Regions from separate parts of the Mus musculus genome. Here region 1 is linked to region 2. A link is a contact called in public HiChIP or PLAC-seq data. All regions are on one chromosome and are shown on one strand. The core of a region is the stretch at or near the end of the contact, and the rest is flanking DNA. Distances in the headings are between cores, read along the strand shown.

Region 1 (3,032 bases), core at 269-2,768, 510 kb after region 2:
TAGCAATGTGACTTAAGCAATTATAAAATGTAACCCTGAAATTAACCCCACAATTAGATCGACAGGATTCTATCAGAACTGCAAAGAAGAGCTAACCGCAAAGCTACTTAACATTTAATACTTCTTGAAACACACACAAAAAACAAGACTTCCTTACTCTAACTATTCCTTTACATTTAACTAAATAATGATCATGGTATGGTGGAATGTCTCCCTCATGGACAAACACACCAATTAATTATCAAACAAAAATCCCACCAGATACTGGTACAACAACAAAAATTCCACACTCATGTGGTCTTTTCAAAGAAACTTGAGCTGGGCATGGTAGCACATACCATTAAACACAGGATTACACAGAAAACCTTGTCTACATTCAATAAATGAATGAATGAGCCCCCATTTCTATTATTAGCTGTTTCATACTCATATGAATATATACACAGAATGTGTGTGTGCATATGGGCATATCTAATACTGCCCACTCTCACCTCCTACCTCTCCACTATCCTGGTCCACAATTCCAACAGTCACTCTACTGTGTTCATCTCTATTCATATTGCTTGTGATCCACTGAGATGAACCAGAGCCATTTGTGAGACTGGGTTTGGAGCTATGTATTGGAACCTGATGTGCTCAGCACAGGATGACAACTAAAGACAGTGAGTGACTCTTCTACAATCTATCCATAGCCAATGTTTGAGAGGTAAGGGGAGCTGTTGTTCCCTTTCCTAGACTGACTGTGGTCTTGTGTGAGGCCAGTGCAGGTAAAGACAGCTGCTATTGGTTACTGATTACAATACTTGTATGGAGTCTAGAGAATGGTGTGTCTTAACCTTTCCCTTATTTTCTAACCACCTCTTCTTCCTTGTTCCCAGAGCTAGAGATGGGGTGGTGTAGCTGACGTTTTTAGGCCTGGGAACACATACTTCACTTATTTTCTGCATCTGCGACAGCCAAGAGGCTGCATTCACCACTCCATTTAAAAAAAAAAAGGAAAACAGAACGTTCTCTTTTTTTCCTCTCAAAGCATCGCTGTCACAGAAGACTTAAATGACAAGACCGCCATCTATTGGGGAAATCAGTACAGCGCGGGATTAATTCACCCCTAGGCTGTTGCAAAGGCCTTACCACTTACTTCTTTTCAAAATCCAAGTTCTTTAAATATCTCTCCCCAAGTTCATATTTCAGTATTTTGTTTTGGCTTTTTAATGTTTGTGTGTTGGGGATGGGACTCTCGCTTCTGAATTTAGTCTATTATTGTTTGGTATGAAATATATAAGCCAGAGGTTGGTAGTCCAGTGGAGACGTTAGGCTGTTTGTCTTTTTTATAATTCACCTTACCCAAATCAGTTCCCCAGTCCCTCGCAGCTTTTCCCCTCCCCGCACCCATTCTCCTCTGAGAAGAGGGATTCCCACCACACCTGTATTCACTAGCGCCCCCCAGCCCCTCCCGCCCAGCACATAATCACTGCAGGACTAAGCATATCCTCTCTGACTAAGGTCAGACAAGGCGACTGGGTTAGGGGAAGGAATCCACAGGCATTCAACTAATTCAGGGACAGCTCTTGCTCCAGTTTTGGTGGTGGTGGGGCGGGGGTGGGAGCTGTCGTTTATCTAAAGGGTTTAGAACCCCGAGTGGGGCTCAGATACCGGGTGGAGCGTCCTTCCAAAAACACTTGTGGTCGGCGCTCTCACAAGAGTGTGTGGAGGCTGTGCAGAGCCGGAGCAGCCTGAAAGCTGGAGCTGTGTGAAAGGCAGCCTGAGACAAAGTGGGAAGGACTGGTCTCTGATGGGGCGCAGATGCTCACCCGGAAACATATTTGGAGATCGGAGATCCGGAAGCACATTGGGAGGATTTTCGACTTAATGGAGATGTGTAGGGGAACTGTGTAGAGTGTGAGGAATTAGGAGAAACACGTGGGTGGAAGCTGGGACGCTAAATTACTGAAGTTTGAGAAGTTTTACCTAGAGCCAAAGCCAGAAGTCGCTTCGACAGGTTTCCCCCGTGCACGCGGTCCTGCACCGTGGGTAATCGCGTGGTGCAGATCTGGGGTCGAAAGATACGGTGGACTTGGGGGAAACTAAAATTCCTGGCTGCCGCGGGTGCCGCGGGTGCCGCGGGGCATCCTGGGAGAGTCAGTCAGCAATCAGCAGCGCAGCTGGAACTGCAGCCAGGCTACCAGAGCTGCTGGGCTAGGAAACAGGAAGGAGCAGTTTCTTTTCTGTTCCTGAGGAAGCTGGCTCTGAAATTCTGCGGTGGATGTCTTCCCTTGTGGATACATTTTAGCTCATATAAAGTGGAGTAATCCTGGTTTTTGTTTGTTTGCTTGTTTTTTGTTTTGATCTTCTGATTACCAAAATATTCTTATTAGAATATTCTAAGAGAATATCAGTTCTCTTTGTTGAGGTGAAACGGACCAAGCTCTTGGAATTTACACTCATCCACGCTAACTCCCAGGGTATATATATATATACTTAGTGACTTGGCATCCCTGTAGAACTTTTAGATATTAGTCATGTCTGAAAAGCACAAGAGGCAATGTACCAGTTTTTAGGTTTTACATATTTTTCTGTTTTCTGTCTGATGCGGATATATGCATTCTGTGTTTGGTGACATGCACCCTTCTTGATCAAGGACTTTTTATCTAACGGACTCTTTACCATTTCCTAATACTCTCTGCTTTGTATGTTAATACTTTTGACTTTTCTGTCACTACTATAGTTATGATCACTAGCCATCTTTACTGAACCCCATATTCATGGCATTTAAAGAAATCTTTCTCAATATTTTTTATCTTTAGATATGAAATCTTTTGTAGAAAATATCTTTTAATATCTGCTGTCATTTTTCTTTTTTGCGTAGTGTAGTCTGTTTACCTGTTTAGTATAGGGAATATTAATTGAAAGAAGTTCATTTGTTATTGTGTAGGAACTTGAGTATGGACACTGACTGGGTAGAACTGGAATCTCTTTATATTATATATCTTTTATATCTTATGAACTTTTTAATATGTGCAGAGCTTTTTAAT
Region 2 (3,099 bases), core at 413-2,912:
ATGAATGTTACTTATTGGCTTGCTTCTCCTGGATTGTTCAGCTTGCTTTCTTATAGAACCCAAGACTACCAGTCCAAGGATGGCACCACTCAGAATAGGCCCTCCCTCCCTTGTTCACTAATTGAGAAAATGCCTTATAGCAGGATCTCATGGAGGCATTTCCTCAAGGGAGTTTCCTTTCTCTGTGATACCTTCAGCTTGTGTCAAGTTGACACACAAAACCAGCCAGTACAGGACCCTAGGCACATATTCATGAGATAAAAGAATCCTTATGGAAATGGTTCACCTTCTAGTGGTTCTCAAGAGCAATACCATATTTTAAATATCTTTGTTTCCTCTTCTCTTTTTCTTACCTCTGCTTCAGATTTAGGGGGGCAACCTGCCCAAGGACATGGCATTTTGAAGGACATTTGCAGAGAGGATGTCCAGACTCTGAGCAACTGCTTTCAATAGGATGAATAGCAAATGACTTTCTACTAACATAATGCATATATTAAAATGTTCAGCAGGAAGTAGTAGGGATCATGAGACAGTAGTGTAGGGTGAAATGATTACTATTCATTATATATTTAAAAGTATGTATCTGAAAGTACTTTGCAATGGTGAAGTACCAGGGAAACTCAGTGCATCTCATTATTCTATACTGGTGATAGTTTGTTGAATTCTATGTGTACTTCCTTTGGAAATGTTTGATGAACTGTAGATATGCTACATGGTGGAAATGAGAAGAAATATTTTTCATTAGCCATTCCTCAAATTATTCCCGCTGACCTTTGACAGTTACATCTGCAGACTGCTGTCACAAACATCCTTTAGAACACATGTACTTGTATGCAAGAGTTTGTTTCTATTTAAAGTAGATACAGTAAGAACTTTCAATGAGAATGCCAAAATAGCTTATATGCTGTTTCAAACTTTCAAGCCAAAAAGCACTTAAAATATTTTTAAATTGTTATTTTTATTACAAAGAGAAAAGTTGGCACTTAAAAAAAGAATCGATCTTCAATGCCAATCGTTCATGACCTTTGTGAATGCAATTCTCTTTTGTAACAGAAAATATAACTTTTAAAATAGGTAATTGTTTTTATATATAAAACTCTTCGAATTAAAAATAAAATCAATGCTTGCTTATATTCACCATCGTCCCCGACTCTCCTACCTATGCATGGTTACTGATTGACAATGCTCAGGAGCCCTGCTCCTTAGAGCTAGGAACCTGTGGGAGAATAAGGAGGGACTGAGAACTGTGCACCAAGAACACAACCTACTCTGAATCCCCTTGTAGAGCCAGACCCATGCCCACTTGTACTTGAGCACTATCCTACTCTCCAATGCATCCCCACACTCCCTTCTAGTCCATTATTTGGTTTGACCCTCCACCCCCACCCCGCTGTTTTCCGAAACAGTTCTAAGCCCTCACCACGCCATTCTCAGCATTCAGGTCCTCTCTAGCCCATAAACATTTCTTTAAATACTGTCCCCTCCAAGCAACAGTTTCCTGTTCCAAGTCCCACTAGCACGCAGTGGCCAGCATGCCCTAAAATTTCCTTCTCAGAGCAGCTTCCTTTCTAGGTACCGCCCCTTGTTAGCGTCAATCACTTGTTCTCTGGTCCCGCCTTATTTTACCCCGGATCTGACCGCGAATGCTGAATGCACTCCTGCGCAGCGACCCGGAAGCGGTTTTGCTCTGCATAAATTTTGTAGCTGGGTGAGTTTTCCCAGATTCTTTAGGCCGGTTGCTGGCACTCAGAACCCGGACCTCTGCCCTGGAGTCCCCATCTTGTGTGCAAAGCTCCACTCGGTGACGCGGAGAGCTGCGAGACTGAGGAAGTAGGAACGTGGGAGAGAGAGATGGCAGCGGAGCCAGGGGAGGGGATGGAGCCAGGAAGGAGCGGGGGCACGGATTCAAAAGCTTCAGCGGTCGGGGAGGAGACATGACTATCGTTTGTGCGGGCAGTGCCAGGTGATGCGGTACTAGAGAGTGCCGCGGGTGACAGAATAGCAGAGGAGCAGCTTGCCGCGGCGCCTGGTGGAAAGGAAAAAGAAAGCAGGGTCTGGAGATGCTGGCAAGAGTGGAGAGGAGGGTGAGAGAACAGCTAAACTGCCATAATGTGTGACAGAAAGAAAAGCAGGCGATGGAAGCGAAAGGGAAAGTATCTGGGGAGAACTTCCAAGACCAAGTTCTCAGACCAAGTTCTCAGCACAAAGATTTATTTGTCTTAGAGGTACAGAAGGCCCGGATAAAGGTCAGAGACAGGAGATAGAGGAAGAAGGGGAAGGGAACAAAGAAGAGGGCAGAAAGGGGCAAGAGAGAGGGGTTAGGAGTATTTGTCCAGAAGTGGGACAAATGACTGTTTCTAGATAGAGAGGAGACAGATGTGACCCATAGGCAAATGGCGGCTTATAGAGGTAAAATGAGAATCCCCTTATTAGGACGAGGTGTTTAGCTGGCACATTAATTAGGTGAGCCAGAGGTGCCTTTCGGTTGCCAGACTTCAATGCTTTGATAGCTGGGCCTTCATAGTAAGTGTCAGGAGGAGGAATTGGCCAAATAAAGGAATAGACTTTGGGTGTAGCTTTAGGAATGTAATCTGAGAGTTTTTAGCAAGGCAGAGAGAGGAAAGGGGCAAGGCCTACCAGAGTCATGGTCACCATGCTGGAGCTGGCAAAGTCCCTTCAGAAAGTGTGAATAAGATAGTGCAGAATGAGGGAGGGGCAGGCTGGATAAAGCAGAAGTTGATGGAATAGTAAGGTTATTATTACTGAGCTTGTCTTTGTTGTTGAAATAAAAAAACCCTTAATTTTTGTTTGAATTTTAGTGGTATGGAAGAGAGTTGCAAAACTTGATCTGATGGGCATTAACTGGTATTGTGTTAGGCATGGTGGCACAGATCAGTAATGCCAGCATGTGGGAAGAAAGCTGGGGTAGGAAAATGGAGACTTTAAAGGTGGCGTGGAATACTAAGACAAATAACTAAGACACTTTCTCAATGAATAAATACTGTTGGTGTTTACTGATCCTTTATAGTCCTTATACAGCCAGAACTAATGTGAGATTTTTTAGACAGTGTCACCCTTCTTTGACAGGGGTAATGTGTG

The links. HiChIP or PLAC-seq counts read pairs in DNA pulled down with a chosen protein or histone mark.
Region 1: a contact with region 2 is called in an H3K27ac HiChIP or PLAC-seq map of embryonic stem cells, with 5 read pairs. The contact joins the enhancer-like site here to the promoter of Zfp160 in region 2. A contact is called at or near these places in 1 of 39 promoter capture datasets (the 3T3-L1 cell line), 5 of 115 datasets of contacts at active chromatin or transcription factors (astrocytes, effector CD8 T cells, embryonic stem cells and 2 more) and 1 of 9 other capture datasets (adipose tissue).

Annotation. Positions count from the first base shown.
Region 1 is chr17:21,514,828-21,517,859 of GRCm38.p6, forward strand. It overlaps a transcript of Zfp53 not described here. Among named protein-coding and RNA genes, the nearest start is that of Zfp52, 19 kb to the right of the region's middle. Within about 2 kb of position 1,519, at least 421 of the 459 cell types and tissues checked have an H3K27ac peak or open chromatin away from gene starts, as enhancers often do. A contact at or near this core is called in adipose tissue, astrocytes, effector CD8 T cells and 2 more, where this site is marked.
Region 2 is chr17:21,007,279-21,010,377 of GRCm38.p6, forward strand. Zfp160 (zinc finger protein 160) reads left to right here and starts at 1,663. Exons shown (of 5, transcript NM_145483.2): 1 at 1,663-1,708.